Regions from separate parts of the Zea mays genome. Here regions 1 and 3 are each linked to region 2. A link is a contact called in public Hi-C data. All regions are on one chromosome and are shown on one strand. Each heading gives the region's core, a stretch centred on a gene start, on an enhancer-like site or on the middle of the called end of the contact. The rest is flanking DNA. Distances are from core to core; before and after follow the strand shown.

Region 1 (4,895 bases), core at 1,549-4,048, 240 kb after region 2:
TAATACGTCTGATCAGATAGATCCGATCTTTCCCCCCAGCGGAGTCGTAAAAAAGTGTGTTGCCGTTGATTTGGTCACCAAACACTAGGGTGTACCGGCTGACGGCGCCCTCTATGACGGCGCAGATGGTCCACGACTCTAGACTGGACGGTTCGCTACCTCACAGAAGGAGCAGGTCCTTCCTGCGTTGCTCCAGATGGTCTGTGTCATGGGCTAGACGGTCCACGATGGTGCATGGTCGTCTTCCTCCTCGCAGGAACCTAGGTGCTCCACTATAAGTAACCTAGGATATTTGATTTCACTCTGCCCAAAACGGATCTAGACGACATAGAGTCGAATAGGGGTGGATGTGGATATGCGTTAAGCTACAACTAAAACTACGTTACCTCTACTCCTAGAGCATGAATGATAAATGACTGATAAGAAAGTAATAGATTTGTTCGATTGAAATATGTTCGAGATTTCTCAATCGATCGTACCCATTTATATTTATAGGGGAGGAGATCTGAATCCATCATATCCGCACGGATAGGTTAGGATAACCACGCATGAGATAAATAATCTCGCTCGCGCTCATCTGGTCGCGAGGGCGCGGACCGTCCAAACTATAGGACTGAACCGCCGACCGTGTCTAGGTGCCAAATATAATGCTCAACAGATACTATATATATGTTTTATTTTAAATAAATTTACATTCATTTTCATGCTGGGAGCTCTAAATGTTTCCTTTGTCACATGACTTACCATTGTCTTACTTGTCCTTTAGAAATTGGAGCAGTGTACCAAAAAAAATGGTGTTCCCCAACACATGTTTTATTTGTCGAATCCATCCAACCCATCCATCATTAAGACCCACTTTTGCCACCAACCCCACACACCAAGACGTGCGAGCGTTGGCGTAGTTACGCGCAAGGTGACAAGGTGCGCGAACAGTCCTGGTGTGGCTGGAGATGGGGTCCAAGTACATGCGAGGGTGCTGTGATTGACCGATGACTCTAAGTGCGGCTTATGCCAGGCTTTGAGTTCGATTTTCTGCATATCCAGCAGGCCGGTATAATACGTTGAGCGGTATAATACATGATGACATGTACTAGACAGTAATTTTACTAGTACGTGATACAAAGCGCTCACCTGCTCAACTGACTGGCCGCAGCAGCTGATTTGATCGGCCGATACGTGGGCCCTGGGTCCGTCCGGTCCATCTCACTCCCTGTCACCGCGCATCTTGCTCTGATTGTTTTGCCTGCCTGCCTGACTGTGCCTGCACGCTTGCTGCAGCCCGCCATGAGCCATGCAATGCGCCTGGGCGCCCTGCTGCCTACCGCTCGTCGTATTTGGAACAGGTCACCATCATTATGCGCGTTACTGCGCCCCCACATCCAGTCTCAAACGACTCTGTCTGATCATACGGTCATTTCTGGTGCAGATATAGATAAATAACTTTATAATAATTTATTTTACATCCACTAATTCAGCCACCGTTTCTCACGCTATAGGCGTACATTCGGGCCACCCGGCCTGGCCCAAGCCTGAAAAGGACCGTATTATTTGAATTTCGGGTCAGACCGACCCGTTTGAATTTCGGGCCGTGCCGGCCGGCCCACGGCCCGACCCGTAATTGCTCAAACGTGCCGGGCTCATTTCGGGCGGCCCGAAATTATAAAATCCCAAAATTCACATTAGGGCCCGAAATTCTATTTTTGGCTCGAAATTCAGTTGTTGGCCCGCAATTCACATCAGAGCCCGAAATTCAAAACAAATTTAATAAAACAAATAAAAGATAAGACAAATAAATTTGACCAAAAACAAACTTAATATTTGTATTAAGTTACTAGAGCTATGCAATGACTACATCGTTTACAAATCATTTTGTTAGAAAGAAAAAGAGTATAATCAGCTCTATATAAAGTTCGTAAGTTCAGTTTATTATCTAATGTTCATAACAAAAATAAAATTACATCACATACTCTAATTCAAAGCTATAAAAAACATCTAACTAACATTATCTCTAACTTTGTGTTCTTTATCAAGTACATGAAAGTGCAGAATGAAGTGTGATTTTAATAAATATATAGGCCTTTTCGTGCCTCTATATGGGTCATTTCGTGTCTGCCTTAAACGGGTCGTGCTCGTGCCCGCCCATGGGCCGCGACATCGGCCTAAACCCGGCCCGATATATCGGGCCGTGCGTGCCGTACCTGGGCCATGCTTTTTTCATGTTTCGGGCCAGCTCATCAGGCTTGGCCCAAATGTACAGCTATACCTCACGTTCAACTAAAGTTAACGCACGTGATAATTCAAAATGGAATAATGCGGGTAACCAATCATATGTCATGTGCGCCCGCCGCTACACCACCGATCCCAATTATTAGCTAGTAGTAGCCGTTTCGCACGTCGGATACTATTTTTGAAATGGCTATCGAGGAGTAGGTAGGATTTAGGGGCGGAAAGGAAAGGAAAGGTTGCTGCGTGCCTCAAAACGATTGTCAAGCGGACGGTTTGTTTGTTTGTATACCACATGCATGCTGGGGCTGGCCATTTGCAGCAGCACCAAGTAAACTCTGACGACCATTCAACTGCACACCAAAGGATACGGGAACAGACTAGCAGGAGGCTATCGATATCCACCAGAGAGACTAGCATGAATGAAGTAGACCGGACGTAGGGGAGTGCGCACAGGCACAGAGTATCTAATCGTACTATCTGAGATTCTGGCTCGCTGGGTGTGGTGTGGTGGGTCCGTCTGGTTACTCGTCACTGTCCCGCGGCAGCGGCACTAGAGCGCGGCGCGGGGCCATGTGCTTGGCTGGGGGCTAAGCTGTCGTCTCGTCATTGGAGAACATGGATCCCACGATTCCCGGTCAGGCGGACCCCGTGTGTCAAGTTGCGACCATTTTGGGGCATCCCGATGCCAAACGAGCTTAACCTTTTGCGGCATAGCCCTGCCCACCGCCCCGCGGGACACTCTAGTAGCACTGTGCAGGTGCCGGCGCCCGGCGGGTCGGGGTGTCTGCTAACTGCTAAGAGCTTGTTCAGTTTATGGATTGATTGGCGTAACTAAACAAGTCCTACCGGAAACCGCCGCACGCTTACGGTCCCAACCGCACTGGCGCACCTTCATTCCGCCCGCAAATCTGACCACCACGCCGCCGTCTCCTCCAACTATTGTCATCATCCACACGCCACAGTGGTGCCGTGCGGATGCAGTGCAGAACAGACAGCTACATCATGAGAGAGAAGAAATCGGCTCTAGACCTCAACCTCTCTTCTCGTGACCTGCTCCCTCGGCCCTCATTAATTTCTCCATGTCACGCTGTATCATAATATTTAACATATTCAGCCAAAATAACTTATAAGTGAAAAAATTGTAGAAACGCAACCCAATGAAAAAACAAAATGATACGGTGAATCAGTCATATGTTTTCGCGTACCACCAGCAACAATATATTCACCCATGCTCTTTTACCGATCAGCAGTATAAGTATCTCTATAGTATTTACATGTACGAGGATGAAACATATGACTAGCATCACACGACAGAAAAAAAAAGTATATATATATATATATATATATATATATATATATATATATATATATATATATATATATATGACCCATAATAATAATTTTTACCCTAAATGACCATTAGAGTTTTCATGGAATATACTATGAACAATCTCCCTACCTGCACTAGAGTCAACTATCTATACAACTATTCTAATCCGTTAAGTGTCTGCACTAGAGTCAACTATCTATACAACTATTCTAATCCGTTAAGTGTGTGATCCGTTAGGTTAACGTGTAGAGCCATTAGTTTGTCGATCGTTCTTGCTCACCTGAGTCCGGAGATGCCCTTGTCACACTGGGTTAGTGGCATCTGTACCATCTTGTGTCTTCACCTTACGTCACCACAGTTCACAACCATGGGACTCCTTTAGAAACCTGCTTTAGTAATCGAAAGTACGAATCCAAGACTATAGGTCATATGAGGTTAAACAAAATAATGTATTTCATCCCTGTGACTCGTGGGACCCGAGGCAAAAAAATGCCTTCCACCCCTACAGCTCGAACCTAAGAACTATCGTGCATAGCATTTTTACCCCCATCTACACAATATAAACATCAATGGATAAGATGTTTTTTTTAAAAAGTAACATGTTGAAGGATCTTTAGTCCCGTTAGTATTGAATATAGCTATGACTAATGTTGAGTTTGTGATCCAAATTCTGAAGAAGGCGGCTAAGTTGGCGAGCGAAGCGGAGCCCCCCCGCGGTACGGATCGTTTTAGGGTTTCACCTCTATAAATATCTTTGTAAGCTGCAGTAGATAACTATCTCTCAATTGTAAATCTCCTGCGATCTATAACCACCCGAAAATAGTGAGAAGTTGCCGGCCGGCGCCCGTGATTTTTTCCCCTTCACTTTAGAGGGGTTTTCCACATTAAATCTGTGTCTTCTCTGTGATTGATCCTATTTGTGTCGCATTCATTTATAACAAGTGGTATCGGAGCTTTGGTTGTTTGGTGATCGGTGTGCTAGGGTTTCCTGCCGGCGCACAGATGTCGACGACAATGAAGTACGATCTTCCGCTGCTGGATCTCGACACGCGTTTCTCGCTGTGGCAGGTGAAGATGCGGGCAATTCTCTCGCAATCTGATCGCGACCTGGATGATGCCCTAGATGGATTTGGCAACAAGGATGCCAGGACGTGGACTGATGAGGAGAGGCGCAAGGATCGTAAGGCGCTCGCACATATTCACCTTCATCTGTTTAACAATATTCTGCAGGAGGTTCTAGCGGAGAAAATTGTCACTGCTCTCTGGTTGAAGCTGGAGTCGATCTGTATGTCAAAGGATCTGACCAGCAAGATGCATGTCAAAATGAAGTTGTTCTCCC
Region 2 (4,322 bases), core at 316-2,815:
TTCAAAAAGTTGGACAAATTCAGAGAGACACCATTAAAAATACATATATTTCAATCAAAATGAAATATGAAGGCACTTGAGAGTTCAGACTAATTCTAATTTCAACTTTCAAGGAAGAAAGCCCCAATATCTATCTTTTTCTTGTGGTACTACACCATTGGATGAGCTTATTTTCCCATATCATCCACTGGAATCCCGAAACATATATGGTGCACCTGGAAGGACACAACATGCCTTGAGTGGGTTCATTCAGGGATTTGGCTGTGGTTTGGGAGATAACTGACAGGTTACACAGCTTGGTTGGGTTGCTGGCGGATACATAAATCAAGAGTTCAGCATTAATCCACACATATTAGCAATGACTTGTACCTAATTCCATGGCACGCTGACTTGGAATTAGACAACCTTAATCAGGTGACACGCAAGCTTCCGGACAGAAATTTAACGCATGTTTGTGATTGTGCAGGCATTTTATTTTCTTGCTAAAGAGACATATGGAAAGACAACAACTGGTGATTTAGCGCCATCTGTAAAGATGGCAAAATTTTACATGTACCTAGTTTGACAGGTAGTCTACCAGCTGAGAGTTTTCACTAGCTAGCTTATGATCAATCAAAACAGAATGAACTGCACGACTGTCATGTTTCTATTGATGATGGATACATTGACAAAACTACAAGAGCATCAGCTTGCCATAGTCAGTTGACTTATGTGCAAAAATATAAGACTTACTGCGGGGAGGGGTCAGAAGTAGCTGAGCAACAATGCCTCGAAAGTTGAGGCAGACTCGTAACCGGTTTGCGAGATGCAAATTGACTTAATTTTGCCTGGATTAGGAGTACTAGTACCTAGCTATAAATACGACATGACGGCAAGAACTAAACTAGCGAGACCGATCCGATCGCCCCCTTCCAGTACGTAAATACATACAAGCACAACACCGGAGCGAATCAATCCAGCTGACCAGAGATAGTAAGAAGGCCAGACGGATCTGGCGAGGTGGAGATGCAGATCTGGGGGCGAGGACAAGAGATCTGACCAGAACTTGAACTCGGGGAGACGCCTGATGAAGGGCTTGAACTCGTCAGACCCCCGGGTGGGCAGCGCCGGCCCCTCGGCGGCGGCGGAGGGGTCGAGCTCGGGGTCGACCATGGGGGAGAGGAAACCGATGAGGAGGTTGAGGAGGTAGATCCCAAGCCCGTAGGTGACGATGTAGAAGCCCTGCGCCATGTAGACCCGCAGCGCGTAGATTGCCGCGGCGGCGAGCGTGCCGAGCCACCGCCCAGTGGCGTGAGGCGTGGAGCGGTCCAGGTAGTACTGGAACGACCGCGACGCGTCGCTCCGCCACTTGGCCGCCGCCGCCACGGCGCCACCGGAGCCGGCGCCGGCGCCGGACGAGTCGCCGCCCTCCATCGGATCGGATGGCGGCGGGGTTGGGATGGAACCCTGGCCTAGTCAAGAGGCGAGGGGAGGTTGGAGAAGAAGAGGCGACTTTGGTTCGGCTCGGCTCTTCCGGTTGAAAGTCGGTGCAGTTACTTGCAGCTCGGCGTCCGCTCGGTTCTCAAGGATGGGAACGGGACGGGCATCGCGTCACCGTTGCCATGGGCATATACCGTCGTTCGTCCATTCAGGATTCTTTCTGCACTGATTCAGGATTCTTTCCAAATCCATTCCCCGTTTCAGCACCGTTTAATTTAATGGGACAAATTTATTCTCATTCCCGTCTCTATGGATCCCCGTTTAGGGCATGTTGGACCAAAGTCTTTTAAAGCCATGGTTTTTAAATATGTTTAAAATTGTTATGACACAAATAGTATAGTTTTAAAATACTATGTTTTTCACAGTTTTTATTAAAACCGGTGCTTATTTGGTTCCAAAGTTTAGAAATGCAGTATTTAATGCGGGAGGAGCGAACGGTGGGTGGCCGGACCATCGTGGTAGGGGCTGGCGACGAAAGAAACCAAGGAAAACTGAGGTCTAGATCTTAGTATCCAAAACTTCAAAAATATCACAGTTTAAAGTAAATCATTGTCGGCGTTTCGAGACCGGGGTCCCTAAGCCAACGAGTGAAATGTCGCCGCGTGCCCCAGCCCAGATGGGTCGACGCGAGGCCGAGCGCGAAGGGGGAGTGAGGTGGCCGGAGATGGGCGTGAGAGAGGTGGAAATCCCGCGGCCTTCGTGTTCGTCCCGCGCCCAGATCGGGTGCGCTTGCAGTAGGGGTTACAAGCGTCCACACGGGAGAGGGAGCGAGCGGCCTCACGCGAGCGCCTGTCTCGTCCTCGTCCCCGCGCGGCCAACCCCCTCTAAAAGGGCCCTGGTCCTTCCTTTTATAGGCGTAAGGACAGGATCCAGGTGTACAATGGGGGGTGTAGCAGAGTGCTACGTGTCTAGCGGAGGAGAGCTAGCGCCCTAAGTACATGTCGTTGTGGCAGCCGGAGAGATTTTGGCACCCAGCTGGTGTGATGTCGTGGCCGTCGGAGGAGCGCTGGAGCCTGGCGGAGGGACAGCTGTCGGAGCTGTTGAGTCCTTGCTGACGTCCTCTTGCTTCTGTAAGGGGGCTGAGAGCCGCTGTCGTCACGGAGTATGCGGGGCGCCATCATTGCCTATCTGGCGGAGCGAGCCAGATGGGACGCCGGTCTTGTTCCTCGTGGCCCGAGTCAGCTTGGGGTAGGGTGATGATGGCGCCTCCTGTTGACGTGGCTGGTCTGCGCCCTAGGTTGGGCGAGGTGGAAGCTCCTCCGAAGCCGAGGTCGAGTCTGTCTTCCGTGGCCGAGGTCGAGTCCGAGCCCCTGGGTCGGGCGAGGCGGAGACCGTCGGCCGAGGTCAGGGCGGAGTCCGAGCCCTGGGGTCGGGCGGAGCGGAGTTCGTCGTCTTCTGGGGCTGAGCCCAAGTCCGAGCCCTGGGTCGGGCGGAGCGGAGTTCGTCGTCTTCCAGGACTTAGCCCGAGTCCGAGCCTTGGGTCGGGCGGAGCAGAGTTCGTCGTCTTCCGGGACTTAGCCCGAATCCGAGCCCTGGGTCGGGCGAAGCGGAGCTTCCTATGGTGCCTGCGGCCGGGCCTGACTGCCTGTCAGCCTCACTCTGTCAAGTGGCACCGCAGTCGGAGCGGCGCAGGCGGCGCTGTCTTTCTGTCAGGCCGGTCAGTGGAGCGGCGAAGCGACGGCGGTCACTTCGGCTCCGTCGGCTGAAGGGCGCGCGTCAGGATAAAGGCGTCAGGCTGCCTTTGCATTAAATGCTCCTGCGATTTGGTCGGTCGGCACGGCGATTTGGTCAGGGTTGCTTCTTGGCGAAGACAAGGCCTCGGGCGAGCCGGAAATACGTTAGCCGCTGGAGGGGGGCCTCGGGCGAGGCGGAGATCCTCCGGGGTCAGTTGCCCTTGTCCGAGGCTAGGCTTGGGCGAGGCGTGATCGTGTCCCTCGAATGGACCGATCCCTGACTTAATCGCACCCATCAGGCCTTTGCAGCTTTATGCTGATAGGGGTTACCAGCTGAGAATTAGGAGCAATGAGGGTACCCCTAATTATGGTCCCCGACAGTAGCCCCCGAGCCTCGAAGGGAGTGTTAGCACTCGCTTGGAGGCTTTCGTCGCACTTTTTTGCAAGGGGACCAGCCTTTCTCGGTTGCGTTTTGTTCCAGGTCGGCGATGAGGGCCTCGGACTCGGCGAGGGCCTCGGCGTACTCCACGCACTCCACGTCGCATTCGAACGCGTGTTTGTACGTGGGGCCGACGGTGATGACCCCGTTGGGGCCCGACATCTTGAGCTTCAGGTAGGTGTAGTTGGGGACGGCCATGAACTTCGCGTAGCATGGCCTCCCAAGTACCGCGTGGTAGGTTCCTCGGAACCCGACCACCTCGAACGTCAGGGTCTCCCTTCGGAAGTTGGAGGGTGTTCCGAAGCAGACGGGAAGGTCGAGTTGTCCGAGGGGCTGGACGCGCTTCCCGGGGATGATCCCATGGAAAGGCACAGCGCCTGCCCGGACCGAGGACAGATCGACATGCAGGAGCCCGAGGGTCTCGGCGTAGATGATGTTGAGGTTGTTGCCTCCGTCCATGAGGACCTTGGTGAGCCTGACGTCGCCGATGATGGGGTCGACGACGAGCGGGTATTTCCCCGAGCTCGACACATGGTCGGGGTGGTCGGCTTGGTCGAAGGTGATGGGCTTGTCGGACCAATCTAGGTAGACTGGCGCCGCCACCTTCACCGAATAGACCTCCCAGCGCTCTTGCTTGTGGTGCCGAGCCGAGGCGTTTGCCGCTTGCCCACCGTAGATCATGAAGCAGTCGCGGACCTCGGGGAACTCTCCTGCCTAGTGATCTTCCTTCT
Region 3 (4,653 bases), core at 465-2,964, 150 kb before region 2:
GACCGGTCCGATGCGCCAGCTGTCCGAGAGCCAATTGCAGAACTCTCTGCACACACGGTCCGGTGTGCCAGCTGATAGCCCACTTCTTGAATCTTCTATCTTGTTTTCTTGGGCTCTTTTGGTCTTGTGTCTTGGACTTATGCTGAGTATTTGTAAGTCTTCTAGTGGTCTTTTATCTCTTTTTTTGAGGTGTTGCATCCTAAGAGCCTACGTCCAATACACTTCGCATCCTTTGAACTACAAAACACAAACACTTGAAACACATTAGTTCACTGGTTATGTTGTTCATTAAACACCAAAATCATTTAGTAAAATGGGTCAGGTTCCATTTTCCTTATAGGTTCATCCAAGTAAAGGCTAACATGTTTAGTAGGGCTAAATCCATCTAATGTTATATTTTTAGTATGTAAATAAATATATTAGCGGCTAATTTCGATTAGCGCTAAACAATGTATCTCTTAGATCCGGACCTCTCCAAACGCTATAGCCAACTAAATTGCTGCTATTAGTCGGCTATTTAGAACACTGCTAAGAAGTAGTTTAGGGAGGTAGATTGGTTTTTTACATACCTAAATGTTGGGCCAATGCAAATATTAAGGACCTCTTTGGCATAGCTTTTTGGGTGGCTTCGGCCTCGGCTCATTGTGAAGCCCTGCCAAACGATCACAAAAAAGGCTTCTCGTCGAGAGCCCTGCAAGAGATGGAGTCATTTTCTTGTTGGGAGCTAGAGCACAAAAACCTGGCTTCTACTGGCTCCTACATTTTTCTCATACACCATTCAAAAGAAACACAAAAGAATCTATTTTGCCAAATAAATTGCAAAACGGCTCTGGCTCCTCTAGAGAAGCCAATGATTTAGATTGGAGCTATTTTCAGAGGAGCCTAACATTTGTTGGGTTCAATGTATAGCTGTACATTTGGACCGAAGCACGAAAAAGTATGACCTGGGCATGACACATGCAAAATATTTTAGTGTCGGTCGGCCCAGCCCACGGGTAGGCACAACCCGTTTCAGATAGACACGAAATGGTCCATCATATAGAGGCACGAAAATGCCAATATATTCATTAAAACCACACTTTATTCCACACTTTCATGTATTTGATAAAGAAGGCAACGCTAAATATGATATTTGTTAGATGTTTTTTGCAGCTTTGAATTAGAGAATATGACGTAATTTTACTTTTGTTATGAACATTAGACAATGAACTAAACTTACGAACTCTATCTGGAGCTGGTTATACTCTTTTTCTTTTCTAACAAAGGGTTTTTTAACGAGGTAGTCATTGCACAACTTTAGTAACTTAATAGAAACATTAAGTTTTCTTTTGGTCAAATTTGTTTATCTTATCTGGTATTTTTTTATTAAACTTGTGTGAATTTCGGGCTTAATGTAATTTTTTTGAGACAGAAAATGAATTTTAGGTCGTCCGAAATAAGTTCGACATATTTAAACAATCACATAGCCCGATATCTGAATCAATGGACCGGCCACGATATAACCCAAAATAATCACGAGTTGTGTTGAACCAAAATTCAAACCGGGTTTTTTTGGGCTCGGGCCGAGAATGTACACGTATAGTTCAATGTAAAGTGTGATCTCTGCGGCTGACTCATGGGCCAGTTCGGCACGCCCAAGTCCAGTCCAGAGTCTTCTAAATCCTGATCAGCAGCAGCCGAGCAGAAAGGAGGCGCGGCCTGCCGAATTCTCCTCGTCCTAAAAAACCCTAACCCCAACTCCCCACACTCGTCTCGCCGGGGGCGGCGCGATGAGGGCTATCACCGGCGGCGTCGTCTCCTCCCAGCCCTGTCCCCTCCACAAGGCCGCCCTCTTCCTCAAACGCTTCACCGAGTCTGCCGCCTCCCACCTACCCTCCTCCGACTGCTGTAACTACCTCCGCAACGCCGCCGACGCCACAACACAGCTCAGCCGCTTCCGCAAGGAACTCGGCGGCAGCCACAAGCAGGGTGCCGCCAACTCCGATGCCCACTACTATGATGATCCGGTGAAGGGCAATAGAAATCACGAAGATCAGGAGAGCAAAGGGGACATGGCGATTGCCGCTGATGATTCCAACCGCGATTCTGCCGCTGAGGCGAAGCTAGATGTTGCCTCCGGTAAGAAGGGCAATAAGAAGAAGAATGGGGATCCACTGGAGGATAGAGCGGTTGCCCGTGCTAACTCGCACATCCCCCCTTCACCAGAAATTGCCACTGAGAAGAGGAAGAAGAATCATCCGAATAAGGAAATCATCGTCGATGTGAAGCAGGAGCCTAACTCCCACATTCTCCCTTCACCAGAAATTGCCACTGAGAAGAGTAAGAAGAAGAGTCGTCCGAATAAGGAAATCATCGTCGATGTGAAGCAGGAGCCTAGTTTTGTGGTGGAAGAAGAGCTGGTGAGTGAAAAGAAGAGCAAGAAGAAAAAAGAGAAGGATCATGTGAAACTGGAGGAGAATGTGAATGAGGTGGAAGAGAAAATTGTCAATGACAGTGCAGCAGAACAAAGAGTTGCCATAACTGAGAGGGAAAGGAAGAAAAAGAAGCATAAACAAGAGGAATGCACTGAGGTTGTGAAGGAGAAGAAAATCACTGATGGTGATCTAGACCGAGAGAAGAAGAGGAAAAAGAAGAGGGATAGAGGTGACAATTATGACAATGCTCCAGAGCAGGTAGAACATATAAATAAGAAGCAAAAGAAGCATCTGGGGATTAGTTAGGAGAATCCTTACTCATTGGAGATGTATGGGAGTTTGTGACTGGTGAGGTTCCTGATGTTGTATTTTGGGCTTGAATTTGATTACTACTATGGCTGTGTTCTTTTGGCTACTACGCCAGACTCCACAGTTTTGTTCTGTAAAACATCCAATTTATATGTTATGGCCATGAGGCCCAAGCAATGATATTGAATTGTTACTTCAAATGCTCTGGATTTCATGTTATATCCTGTCATTAGAATTGTCAATTGTACCTAAGAGAAAACAGGGCACAGCAAATTATACACACGAAATTTAACATTTTATTGATAACGCAGCACGCCCACGCTGAAACAGTTCTTTATGTTTTCATTGACTGTTAACATTGAAGCAGTTTTGTGGGTTTTAATTGACTGTTGATCTCATATTTGGAAGTTGGAACTATTATGCTTTGTACCAATTAGACTAGCGATGTGAACTGAAAGGCTCACAACAGAAGCTATTGTTTTGCAGCATTAACTTGCTGTAAATTTGCTCTGTCGTCCATTGGGCACCTTATGTTGTGCATAAAATTCTTGAAAGTTCTAGTTGAAGCGTAAAGACAACTCTCATCGTTGCTGCCTTGGCATATATTACCTTCGTTCTCAAATATTTGTTGTCCGCTAGTTTATTTTTGAACTAAACCGCGACAAATAAAAAAGAACGGAGGGAGTATTCATTAATATATGGTTACTTCGGTTGTGTTATCTTTCAAAGATTGGCAAATTTGTGCTATCCATGATGGTGTATGATTCACAGAATATAGAATATGTGAGTGGTCTTGTGTGTTTTTCCTTTGCACCAATCACATGCTGACAATCTCAAATGATATTTCAGTATGAACACATTGTATTTAGATTATGTTGTAAAATAATCTCACCTGTCATTCAACTTTGAATTTTCTTATCGGGTAATGGCGTTTGTTTGTTGTAACTGTCTAACTGAAATAATTTATACCAAGACTGTTGCTTGCATTCTTAACCATGGTAACTCACGAACGTTTGAATGTTTAGTGGAATTGTGCTTTTGGCTTCTGATTGCTGAAACCTTCATGGCTTCATCTGTCAATTCGAAATTTGATAGTATCTACATGTTTGCATTGCTATTGATCTAATCTGTGTCCAACTATATGCAGGAGCATTTAAGAAGCGCTGAGTGGGTAACCGGGTGCCGCCTAGTGCCTAGGCCTTCGTACATTTGGCTTATTAATGCACGAAAGGTAGAAAAACATACGTAAAAAATAGAGATATCAATAGACAAAACTGAGAGAAGTGTGCCTAGCACTATGCCACTATGCAAGGTGGTGATGCTTGCTCTTCCTAGTGCAGTAGTGCCTGTGCGCTGTTTTTGTTTTTTTTTTGAACAAACATATATATGACCAACTTGATTGAGCAGAAATGCATAGGCTGTAATTGTTCTGATAGGAAATTGCAGCGGACAGACTACCAGAGATTGGCTTTGACATAACCGATCCCTTGCAAAGACACTTACGAGTTTTCTATTTGCACAGTTTTCCTTTATTTATTTGACACATGGTATAATTTATACTGTTACTTTTGTTTTGAGTTATAGTGATCACTGAGGTTGCTCAGGGTACAAAAGTATCTTTGCAGATGAAAAACAGTGAAGAAGAGCGAGTGGCTGGTTTTTTCAATAGATTCCTTCTATGCTAATGTCTCATTCTATTGTGTCATTGTGTGGTATTTGGAATGAAGATGGAAGAACTAAATGTTAGGTGGAGGGTGGTTGAATCTTATTAATCATTTCTTTCAGGAGGTTTCTTTTGGAGCAAGAGATACATAACATTATTACCTCTCCTAACCCAAATAGTCTCGCCATGCAGCTTGCAACTGTGGACTAGTCGTATTTGGAGTTGGTGCGCGAAAATGTGTACATTTTGCACCGATATATCTACCAC

What was found. A called contact is a pair of places that touch in the nucleus more often than the background predicts.
Region 1: a contact with region 2 is called in a Hi-C map of leaf, with 5 times the contacts expected there. The contact joins the enhancer-like site here to the promoter of LOC100284264 in region 2. A contact is called at or near these places in 2 of 25 Hi-C or Micro-C datasets (leaf and tassel) and 1 of 3 datasets of contacts at active chromatin or transcription factors (leaf).
Region 3: a Hi-C map of leaf shows a contact between it and region 2, with 6 times the contacts expected there. The contact joins the promoter of LOC100277939 here to the promoter of LOC100284264 in region 2. A contact is called at or near these places in 3 of 25 Hi-C or Micro-C datasets (ear, leaf and tassel).

The regions. Positions count from the first base shown.
Region 1 is chr3:31,435,028-31,439,922 of Zm-B73-REFERENCE-NAM-5.0, forward strand. No RefSeq gene overlaps it. Among protein-coding and RNA genes, the nearest start is that of LOC100282026, 40 kb to the right of the region's middle. Within about 2 kb of position 2,799, at least 18 of the 20 cell types and tissues checked have an H3K27ac peak or open chromatin away from gene starts, as enhancers often do. A contact at or near this core is called in leaf and tassel, where this site is marked.
Region 2 is chr3:31,193,301-31,197,622 of Zm-B73-REFERENCE-NAM-5.0, forward strand. LOC100284264 reads right to left here and starts at 1,566. Exons shown (of 3, transcript NM_001291675.1): 1 at 1,040-1,566. The coding sequence starts at 1,413.
Region 3 is chr3:31,045,141-31,049,793 of Zm-B73-REFERENCE-NAM-5.0, forward strand. It overlaps LOC100277939, which reads left to right and starts at 1,715. Exons shown (of 1, transcript NM_001151379.2): 1 at 1,715-2,918. The coding sequence starts at 1,770. The coding sequence ends at 2,720.